Linked DNA regions of Mus musculus: region 1 is linked to region 2. The links are chromatin contacts, called in public capture Hi-C maps. All regions are on one chromosome and are shown on one strand. The core of a region is the stretch at or near the end of the contact, and the rest is flanking DNA. Distances in the headings are between cores, read along the strand shown.

Region 1 (6,083 bases), core at 692-3,191, 370 kb before region 2:
GCCTTTAGCTAAATTCCACTTGAGTGACTTCGTGTTTCCTATACAAATCCCTTTTCATGCCCATTCTAGCTCTTTGGTGTAGTCTTGTACATCAATAGGATGTGGAGTCCTTTAGTTTATGGCCAGGAGTGCATAGCTGGGCTATATGCTAGTTTTATTTTGAGACAACCCCACGCTGGTTTCCATAATGGCTGTAATGAGTCTTATAAAATTGTTTTTATTTTTATTTTTTTCTGAGGCTGCTATACAGTTCACAGCTACAGTTTAGAGGCCCTAGAGAATGAATGAAGAGCGTGCACCTCCTCTAACAGTGATAACTCTGGAACATCTACCAAATGGGAAGAGCCTGAATCATGAACTTACCTATTGTGTATGTATGTTTTCTCTCTATAAAATGAACCTGTTTATTATAACACACACACACACACACACACACACACACACACACACACACACCCTGGGTATATGTTGGACCCATTTATTGTACCATATTTTTACCATATGTGTTTGTTTTTTATATCCTTTTATCTTTTCTTCATGTTAAAAAAAACCTTAACTATTTGCATTTAATTCCAAATATCTTAGTGGTTACCTGTGAAATACAAAGTTAAAGTGATTGTGTGCCTTATTTCCTTTGGTATGTGCTGAGGCCTTAGATAGAGAGCTGTGAAGCCACAGTTATGGGGTACTTCCTGACAAATGTGGGAGCCAGTTCTTGATGAGTGTGAATCACAAGTAACAGTCTTGTGCAGGCAAAAGTTACAGTCCATCCCCTCCCCCTCCCCCCCCCCAGGGGGGACTGGCAGCAGGCTCCTAGAGCTACAATCCCTGTTTTCTTTGGAAAATAACACAAGAAACACAAGCTTGTATAAGACTATGTTAGCTTCCAGCAGAGAAAAGCAGCTGTAAAGACACAAATTCAAGAAGGAAACCCTGGGAGAATGGCCCCTGGCTTTCCTCTGGGATCTTCTGTGCCGTGTATCCGCTACCCGGGGCTGATTTCTGTGCTCCACTCTCTAGGGCACTCTCCTTGGATATAGTACTGACCTCCTGTGCTCAGTCCCTGGACGATCAGTCCCAGTGTCTGAAAGGGTATCCAGGAGTTGAGGAGTAGGGAACAACTGAGGGTTGGTAAAAGTCGGAGCCTGAGGGACCTCTAAGGAAATGGCAGGGGAGATGAGACATGTTCCGGGAGGCTATGAGATTGCTCAGATCTTCTTCTCCACTGGCCTTTGCGGTTTGGCCCAATCGAGTGAGCCTTTACGGGTGTTAAGCCTCCGTTCTCCAACCCAGAGCAAAGGCTGGCAGTGCTGCCCTCTTGACCGCTGTCTTGCAGGATCTGATCTCTGCTCTTGACACCGCGGGCTTTAAGGGCACCAGAGCGGGAGAGTCGTCCGCGCCAAAAGGCTGCGAGCCTGACTGCTCTTTTTTGGAGGATGCCAGGTTCCCTCTCCTACAGGACTCAATCCCTGTCTGCAACGGACCCAGTACCAGCACTGTGGCGTGAGGTACGCACACTCAGAGTCCCCCAAGGTGTAGAATAAGTCTTTAAACAGTCAAAAACAGATATTTTAAAACCCAGGGAATTCTGCTTTGGTTGAGAAACAGCGCCTTCTGAGAGCGAAGAACTCATTAGTTTTTAGCGGTGATGGCGGGTGAACTGTCCCAAGGCAGAATCGCTCTCTCCTGTGTCATTAGTACATCAGCTGAAAGGCAAGCAAACAGTTCTTTACGTCTGGGAAAGGGCTTTAAGGGCCGCTGCTTGCGTGAAGGGGAGATTTGATGCAGCTATAAACCAGGACATAGACAGGAACAAAATTCGGGTTATTTAAGCAAAATTCTTTAGCAGGGAAAGGGAGGTGGGAAGGAGACGGAAGGGTGACGTCACTGGGGGGAGTGGCCACAGTCTTAAGAAAAGTCGGCGGGGCTGGGGAGACCACAATTGTGGGACATAGTCTCAGCATGGGCTGCTACAACGGTTCGGAGCTCCAAGACCTGGGCTGTTCCAGCCAGCTGCTCCTGCAGCCCCTCTGGGACACCATAAGGACAAGGGAGGCGTTCACGCGCTCACCCATCTTCCCAGTCACCTTTTCTATCATCACTTACGTGGGCTTCTGCCTACCGTTCGTGGTGCTGGACGTCCTGTATCCCTGGGTCCCCATCCTGCGACGCTACAAGATCCACCCGGACTTCTCGCCTTCCGTAAAGCAGCTTCTGCCTTGCCTGGGGCTGACACTCTACCAGCACCTGGTGTTCGTGTTCCCGGTGACGCTGCTGCACTGGGTGCGCAGCCCGGCGCTCCTCCCCCAGGAGGCCCCTGAGCTCGTCCAGCTCCTAAGTCACGTCCTGATCTGCCTGCTGCTCTTCGACACCGAGATCTTCGCGTGGCACCTGCTGCACCATAAGGTGCCCTGGCTGTACCGCACCTTCCACAAGGTGCATCACCAGAACTCGTCCTCCTTCGCGCTGGCGACCCAATACATGAGCTTCTGGGAGCTGCTTTCGCTGACCTTCTTCGACGTGCTGAACGTCGCGGTGCTTCGGTGTCACCCACTCACCATCTTTACCTTTCACGTGATTAACATCTGGCTGTCGGTGGAGGACCACTCGGGCTATGACTTCCCGTGGTCCACTCACAGACTTGTGCCCTTTGGCTGGTACGGGGGCGTGGCTCACCACGACATGCATCACTCTCAGTTTAACTGCAATTTTGCTCCTTACTTCACACACTGGGACAAAATGCTGGGCACTCTGCGGTCCGCGCCCCTGCCAGAGAGCCTTTGCGCCTGCGGTGAGCGCTGCGTGAACTCCAGAGAGCGATGCGCTGTACACTTGATCCAGAAGAAGAAACAGACTTGAGTTACTTTATTAGAAGTTTGTAACTTTTAAAGTGATGCACACTGCTATAAAATCTAATGTTGTTTCTGCAGCCTGACAAAGTAATTTATATAATGTTTCTATGTGAATTTAATTGTGGTCTTGGTGTTAAATTTCAACTTATCCCAGTGTCATTGACTCCAGGACACAAGGTAGACATTCAGCGTGGTGTATTTGAATCATTATGATCTCTGAAATGATTTGTTTCTAGAACCAAGACTTTCCTATGTATGAAATCGCACTGGAACTGGGCTCTAACCTCACATGTTGAGAGAAGACCTGATTTCTGACTCTTTAAATAATCAAATTTGTTCCTGCTGGGCAGTGACCAAGGTTATAGTATATTTTTTCTACTTTTGAATGAAATGATATATTTATATTGAAAAAAGTTTTATTTGTATTTTAAAAATAAAAAGAACATGAACTAAACAAGCATTAGCTCCTGGTGGGCCTGATGAATTAAAAAAAAAACTAAAAAGGAAGTGTGTGTGTGTGTGTGTGTGTGTGTGTGTGTGTGTGTGTGTGTGTGTCTGTGGCTTCTCAGTGTTCTTTGAAGCATCTACCAGTCTTGCCATGGCAAGAGCAATTTGGTGTCAGGTATTGGGCAGGGGGGCTAGGGAGTAACTTTGGGAAGAAGGCTAGGGGCTAGCTGACTGCTTATTCACACTGCTTTTTGTCTGGTTTTGACATAAGAAGCACGTGAAAAACTTGCTCTGTAGGTTACTTTTCTAGGGGATTAAGACCAGTCTCTTCTGTATTGTTGGAGTGCTATGCGTAGGGTAACTTAGAATCAGAGTAACGCCTTGATAAGCCAAGTTAGTGCATTAGGGAAGCTGATAAACTAAGCTCCATTTTAAGGTAGAGTCTATTCTTGGCTAGCACAACTGACCCTTAAAAGGCTGCCCCTGCAGCCTGGAGTTTTCCTATAGTTTATTTTCTTAATGAAGACACACATGCCAAGCATATAGCCTCTTCTTAACAGAGGGTGAGAGTAACTTTCAGTCTTAGACTTCCCGTTTTGTCTTCTGCAAAAGGAGATAGTATGAAAATAGTATGAAAAGGAGGAGGTGAAAATTAATATCAAGACAAAAGGAAGGGACAGCTGGGCTGCTCAGTAATAGAAATTATTGGCTAGGCAGATGTTGCCATCAAATGTCTCATGTAACTGCAGCTTAGTTACTTTAATGATAAATTGAGAGTATTGATCCCAAAGGCTAACGTTAAAAAGGAAGATGTCAGAAGTCAAGGTTACAGATTTGCATAGCATTGTGGGCTCAGCATATATGAACCTAAATGTTCTTATTAAGGAGTTTTTAAAAAGCATCTAAAGATCTGTTCTCCATTGTCTGTTAAAGGGATTCCTGGGAACTATCTTAAATCTTTCCCGTTACCCAGCTGCTGTGGTATCTGGTGTCTGCTGATTGTGTCAGGTATGCTCAGAGGTGTTTTCCTGGCTCCTGAACTGAAGTTACCACATCCCTTGTCTGCAACTGTATCAGACTGGGACAGAAAGATCTTATTTATAAAAACATGAACTTCCCAGAAAGCAGAAGAGGAGTCCAAGGAGGGGCCCTGCACTAGACATGCTCCATCACCTCGGTCATATGCACAGTGAGTGGAGAAAGAGGATAATAATCAGGCAGATGTGGAGTACTGAGTGCAGCTGTTATTAAGGTGAAGAGCTCTAGACACCCAAAGCCAGCCAGGCGGTATAATAACAATTTATCTCAGCTCAAGGTCAGAGTCTGTAACAATGTTTCGTGTCACCTTGCCCTAAAAGGGAAATGAGATGAGGCAATCCAACACATGGAAAGTGTTCGATTTAGAAACACTTTCTCCAAGTCCCAAGTCAGTAGCTGATGCCTTGTTCAGAAAGATGAGAGACTTTAGATAGGTGAAAGGCCGCATGACAAAGGCTAACAGGTCACATTTGTATGTCTTTTTTTTTTTTTTTCTTCACTCTTTGTCTCACTTACTCTTTGAAACACCACCATAAGGGATGTAGTTATCTTCCTCAGCAGCATCACACATTAGGCATGGAGGATTGGTCCCATGGTTTAGTATCTATTTCCAAGTAGGAGTAAAATAGGCATTATCAAATCCAAAGAGATGGTTTCTCATGTCCTTAGTTGGGTTTATTTATTGCGGTGTGTGTGTGTTTCTTTTTTAACTTTCATCCTAGCTTGGCATTAGTGAGGCTTCCCTAAAACATTTACTTCCCAATTTTCTGGCTGTTTCTTTTCTTTTTAGTGACTCACCACAACATGAAAGAAAGCCACAGGCACTTGGGTTTTTTAATCTTAAAAATTTGTCTCAGGGCTAGAAAGATGACTCAGCAGTTAACAGCACTTCCAGAGGTCCTGAGTTCAATTCTCAGCAACCACATGGTGGCTCACTACCATCTCTACTGGGATCTGATGTCCTCTTCTGGCATTCAGGTGCACATGCAGATAGAATACTTATATACTTAAAATGAATGAATCTTAAAAAATCCGTGTTCTGTGCAAAAAATGTTCTTCCTACCACCTCCTAACAATCCTGAAAATTTCCTATTATTTTCATTACAGTATACACACACATATATATACATAGTATTTGTATGTGTATATAAAATATATAACATGCATATCATTATACATGCATGTATTGAAGAAACAAATCATACAGATGCCTCCATATGACTACATATGTAAAAAACACATGCATTTGTGTTTGTGTATGTATATATGACCTAAATATAAAAACACATTGTGGGTGTGATAAATTTGTTATATGATATATGAACATACGTATGCATGCATGGGTAAGCCATACTACATAAAATATATACACATACACATATATGCATATACATATATACATATCAACCATACATGAACACACACATATGCTTTAACTACATATATACTCTGCTTTTTCCCTTCTCTTTTCTCCCTCTCTTTTCTACACACACACACACACACACACACAATTTTTTTTCTCTTCACTAAGTGTCTCCTCCCCAAGTATGACATTTGTCTGTTGATATACATTGGTTCGATGTCACATGAATTCTGAAAGTACAGGAGACACAGCCTAGCTAATTAGTCATGTCTTTTTTTTTTTTCAGCTACTTTCTTGTTCTCCATTCTCTATCATGAGTTCAACTCAGCTTTATACTCAGGCCATTGCTCACATTTCACAGTGCTGTTCTAGAAAAGGTAACA
Region 2 (5,938 bases), core at 2,058-4,557:
AGAAGGTAGAGGTTAGGGGCACGGGTATCTCAGAAAATGATTATATGTTAGTGAACATTGTCAACAGGTGCTCACAGGCTATATGTGACAAGAGAGCTCACACAGGATAATATTAAGACACAGATTTGTCTACATAAAAATACAGATCTAACATATTCTATCGAGTAAAATGTTTTTATAGACATTTATTTTTCTTGTGGTTTGAGACAAGGTCTCTTTTCCTATGTAGTCCTGGATCAGAACTTGCTATATAGACTAGGCTAGCCTTGAATTCACAGAGACATGTCTGCTTCTGCGTATTGAATGCTGGGATTAAAAGCATGTGTCACCATGCTCAGCTGCATAATCAAATATATCGCTGTATAAATACGTATATGCGTATATGTGTATGTTAACACACCACACACACACACACACACACACACACACACACACACACACTTTTCTTGAGTTAGAGCCTCATTGTAGCATCCAAACTGGACTTGAGCTTGAGCTTGGAACGTTTTGCTATCGTTAAGTGTAAATTAAAAATTCTAACCATATTTAATATTTACCTTTCAACCTGATTATCTATTTAATTTTTTTAACCTGGAGGAAAAAAATCAGTTATGTACATTAAAACAATACTTTAAGAAAGGTTAGCCCAACAGTGATAGCACACACCTTTAATTCCAGCTCTGCAGAGGCAGAGGCAGGTAATCTCTATGAGTTTGAGGTCAGCCTGATCTTACAGAAGTAGTTCTAGGATGGCCAAAGGACCCTGCTTTGAAATAAAAGTTTACCCTTTGTTATTGATCATTTTTGAAAACATTGGTATGTATGTGACATATGTTACATATAGTGATTATATGGTATATACCTCCATACCTAGCCACAAGGATTCTTAATATACTCCTTGCATATGAATTATGCTTTAAAGTATATCTGCTCCCTAGATGGTCTAACCTGGGATAAACATGCACACCAAAAAATAGAACGTGATACAGAAAGTTGAATAATGTTCTTGGAAGCTGTTTAAAATATTGGGACATTCTTTGTGATACATCGTGTTAGTAGAAAGTATTAGAAAATAGGAAATTGTGTATGGTGCTCCTTAGTCTTCTCTTAGAAAACAGAAAGATTCAGAAGAAAATGGCAGGACATGAAAAAGATGTTGGTGGTTAGCTCAGTGTATTAATGTATTAATAAACATTATTGGCATTTGAAGTTCTTAGGTTTCCTACAAGGGCTATATACTGCTATTGTAATACAAGTATGAACTTTTAAAGGTCAACTGAACTGTAACCTATTTTCATCTTGAACATGACATGCTCTCAGCTGTCCCACGTCCTCAACACGCTGACCTCTTTGTCAACCACCCTCTTCCTACCTCCTATTTATTCTTCTGACTACAGGCTACAAAATATTTTCCTACATTCTGGATTAGTTTCCCCTCTTTTCATGTTTTTCTTGCCTTTGCTCTTAGCCCTGTGGTAAGTAATTGAAAGTTTGTCTTTTGTGCTGGGTTGCCAGCTTTTGATTTTCTGAGATTTCTCTGTGGCCATGGTGAATAGAGTGACTTCAGGCACCTGCAGTGCTGGAGTCCAGCACCTTCCAGAAATTCCGACAGCCTGGAGGTGCTGGACAGGTGCTGTGACTGGTCTAGGAAAGCAATCTTGGCCAAACGAACTTCATGTACCCTAAAACTTGAGAAATCTGTGTGGAACATTCAGGACTCCTGAGGATCTGCAATAGTGTACCAGGAGGACAAGCATCAACTAAACATTGAACAGGTCAAAGAAACCTCCATAAACTGTAGATATTTGCATTCTGTAGACTCAGGACATTTCCACAGTCTGAAAGTCTTAGAGGCCATGCCAGCCATCAGAATGGTAGAGGAAGTCTGATAGTACTATAGAGATTCAGAAAAAAAATCATTTTTCACAAGCTGTTGTTTTAGAAACCATGCAAAAAAATCCTAGAGGAAAAAGTTAATATAAAAAGGGTCTCCAGTCACCAAAACCTGTTTTCTCTTTTGATGGAGATATTAGGTGAGACTGCAGAATGTCCAACACAATCATGTCACTCATTTGGAAGTCGATTCTCCACCCTGTCATCCGGTGGGGTTTCTTGCACAGCGGCTATAATTACAGGCATGTGCTTAGGCGGGCCTGAATTTAAATTGTAGGTCTACCAAGCAGAGTGGTGGGGCTTGTTTAACCAGTTTAGATGCTTCTTTAATTTCAATGCCTTGATGTGAAGAGTATAGATAGTCACATCGCCAGGATGGAGCAACGAAAAGGAAATTGTATCTCTACTACATTTTATTACGATGCCTACTATGGAATAAATGGTACTGTACTGTGGTCATGAACTGAAACTTAAATCGGGGTTTGAGAGTAAACACAAAAATTCCCCCAGAAGACGTCTGAAGAGGTGTGTCACCCTTAGTCTTTCTCACACGCCTTCTCTCGCACAAACAGACCTCTCCTTGCTATTTGACAGCATCCCAAGAAGGATAAGAGCAGGAGCTACTAGAAGTATATGCTCTCATGGCAAGAGCATAGGAGTGATGCTTTTTACCAAAGAGAACAAAGCAAGAAAATAAAAAAGACAAAATGAAAATCATCAGGGTTTATGACAGGCCCCAAAGCTTTCAAGTACTTCCTTGTCTGAAGGTTCAACGAAGAGTTAAATTGTTCTTGAAGCCTAAAGAGATTAAGCCATTCACCCAAAACAACTGAATTTGATTGGGGAGGTCCCCCCAGCCCCCCCCCGAAATCTACTGACAACCAGTTTAGCTTCCCTCCAGTGTGTTGTTGTTGGCATCATACTATCCTAGCATGTTCTAGCATGAAGCATCTCAGTATATAAAACACAGCATGCAGTCACTTCACAAATGCAAAGGTTAATACAGCCCTCACTTCCCCGAAACATGGAAATCCCCAACTTACAACATTCATGAATGCTTCTGGATCCGCAGCTTTCGTGGGCAAATGTCCCGAGTTCACATTTCTTTGGAGTAAATACGCTACCAGAATCAGAAGCCATATCTCCACTCTGTGCGAAACAGTCCACACTCTTGACAAGATTTCTGACATGGTCCAACATCGGCATTTGCTTTGTTGCTAAGGATGTAACAACTACATCTAGAGTCAGAAGAAGAACCTGTCGGTTTAAAACATCTTTAGTGGGGTTTTCAGTGGCAAAAAAAATATATATATATCTGAAGCAGATTAAACAGGTTTACTTACAGGAATGAAAGAACACGGTGTAGGCTGCAAACATTGCTTAGAATGTCACAATGCTGCCTAGCTCCTCCTGCTCCTCCCTCATTCATCTTGTAAACACCAATCCTTCCACTGCTAGGTGTGTCCAACTTTCTTTGTTGCAATGGGAGTTTCATGCATGTTAGTATAGCCCACAAACTCCTGTTCCCCGTCACCATGTAGAGGCCATAAAAAGCACAGCCCCCTTATGCTTAGTTCTCATCTTTCTTCGATTAAATAGCAAGAGGTGGAACATGCAGAATACACTGGCGGTTCCATAGTTACATGTGATGGCTTCCATCATCTCTGTTCTGTGGCTGAAGATCAAATTCAGTGTTAATTACTTTTATGTGGAGTGTCAAAAGTTTTAAGAAAATTCCCCATTCTTAGTGCTGGATTAGAAAAAAAAAATTGTAAGAAAGCAATCTAGGTTTATCTTGTTTCTCTAGCTCAATCCGTACATACCAAATTTTAAATTTGGTTTGTAGCTAATAGTTAATTGTTAACTGTGATACCTAGTAATTAAATCACCAGAAGTAACCCAAATAATGAGTGGTAGCCTAGTTGTTTTAATGAACTAAATGTCCCAGTTCAGCAGACAGTGAGGCAATGCAAGTGGCTCTTTGACCTCCTGTTAATCAGCAAGAAAGAAGTTCATTATTTTAAGTAAAGACTGTGCTTCCAAGTTAATAATAATAAAAACGAGATAATTTTTCTACTGCTACGTCAATTCTTCAGCACTAACAGCAGCTACACCCACTTGCAGACTTGGAGAATGTGGTGGGTGAAGAAGCCAAATCAAAGCTGGAAAGGTGAGTCTCTGGGAATGTATCTTCCTGAGTGACTCAGCCATCCCCATCCTTGCTGGCTGGGTAGGTGTGAAGAGGCAAGCCTGTGTCTTTATCTGGGCTTGGCTGAGCACTCATTCACAATATTATTGATTGCTATTGAGTTACAGAGGAGTGAATTGACCCAATTAGAAAAAGCCAGAAGGAAGGACTACCTACACAAAGCCCCTCTTCGAATTCAGGGAGACTGAGCTTTACTCTAAAGTTATGCAAAAATGAGCTCTCAGAAGAGACTGAGCCTCCCACTGCTGATAGTTTAGGATTTTAAAATACTGTAATACCCAAATGAGGGGAGCAGGGCTGGGGGTAGCTTTCATTTTCATTTCAGAATTAAATGATCCTGTCAGCATTACCTAGTTAGGTTGTGGCAAGGCAAGAAATAAAACTACTGGGACTGGGGGTTTGCCTCAATGGTTAAGAGCACATACTGCTCTTATAGAGGCCCTAAGCTAAGTTATCAGTACCCAGGTCCAGTGGCTTATAATCACCTACTCCAGCTCTAGGGGATTTGGCATCTTTTGGCCTTAGTGAGTACCTGTCCCTATGAACATATGCGCGCACACACACACACACACACACACACACACTTTTAAACATAAAAAAATCTTAAAAAGCAGATTATCTTTTTTCAATTTTATTTATTTACTTTTAATTTCATGTGCATTTGGTGTTTTGTCTGCGGTCTAAGGGTGTCAGAGCCTGTAACTGGAGTTACAGACAAACAGTTTTAAGTTGACATGTGGTTGCTGGGAATAGAATCTGGGTTCTCTAGAAGATCAGCCAGTGCTCTTAACCGCTGAGCCATCTCTTCAGCACCAAAGCAAATATCTTAATCCACTGTTTAATATTACAGTCACGTGGAAAGCCCTTTTAATGTCTCCTTCCTCACTCAAGCTGTGCTTCTCACTGCTGTGAAGACATTGAACCTGGGGTTCATGCATGTTAGACAGCATAAGTCATTTCTTCAGGTTCTGGATTCAAACTCCAGAATAATGCTCAATGTATTTTGTATTTATTGTGTTTAGTACATACAAGCTACACATATTTACTTCAATATATTCAGCTAGGCCAATTCCTATGTTTGATGAACATGTTTCTAAAATTCTTTAGAGATGAATGGTGGTAATACGTGTTTGAAAAACAAAACAGAACAAAACAAAACTTCAACCCTCTGGTTTTCTTAGTGAGTCCTCAAAGTGTCCTCTAACCAGCATCCTGTCTATTTAAGTTCATGCTAGAGAGGCCTTTGTGTTAGTGTTGGATTGACTTTTAGTAATGTGATTTAGCTGCTACAAGTCACGTTGAAACTAGTTGGGACTTTGACATGGAAGGAATTTGAATGACACATGGTCAGTGTTCTTGTGTCACCTGAATCCGAATGACTTCAGGATCAAATGACTAAGGTGTTTGTGTTGATTCACACTCACAACCTGTTAACACAGGACATTTCATAGGAGACTCTGGGGCATTCAGGCAAACGGGCACGGCTTACCTTCCTCCTGTTTTGTCAGAAATGCCTGCGCAGGCATAGTTCCCAAAGAGACTCCATTCTCCCGTCAGCTGTATCAATTAGCATGCCATTATTTTTCATAGGCTTTGTTCTAGTGATGAAGTATTAGAACCCATTTCACACACCAGGAAGCAGGCAGCTTAATCTCTACCTCCTAGCATTATCCAGGAGTCATTTCAGTACCTAGCACCTTAGCTTAGCTCTTCCTTCTAATAGGCCAGCTTTTTAAAAACACTATTATTTAAACACTGTTGAGCATACAGTAATTAAGACAGGTTATGAAGTCATATAGCAAATGTCATTGATTACTACCTAGGTGGCTTTGGGACATG

The links. Capture Hi-C pulls out chosen DNA fragments and counts their contacts.
Region 1: a contact with region 2 is called in a capture Hi-C map of embryonic stem cells, with 2.4 times the contacts expected there. The contact joins the promoter of Ch25h here to the promoter of Lipm in region 2. A contact is called at or near these places in 3 of 39 promoter capture datasets (liver and pre-B cells) and 1 of 9 other capture datasets (embryonic stem cells).

What each region holds. Positions count from the first base shown.
Region 1 is chr19:34,471,006-34,477,088 of GRCm38.p6, reverse strand. It overlaps Ch25h (cholesterol 25-hydroxylase), which reads left to right and starts at 1,941. Exons shown (of 1, transcript NM_009890.2): 1 at 1,941-3,306. The coding sequence starts at 1,963. The coding sequence ends at 2,859.
Region 2 is chr19:34,098,312-34,104,249 of GRCm38.p6, reverse strand. It overlaps Lipm (lipase, family member M), which reads right to left and starts at 3,307. Exons shown (of 10, transcript NM_023903.1): 1 at 3,234-3,307; 2 at 2,934-3,147. The coding sequence starts at 3,080.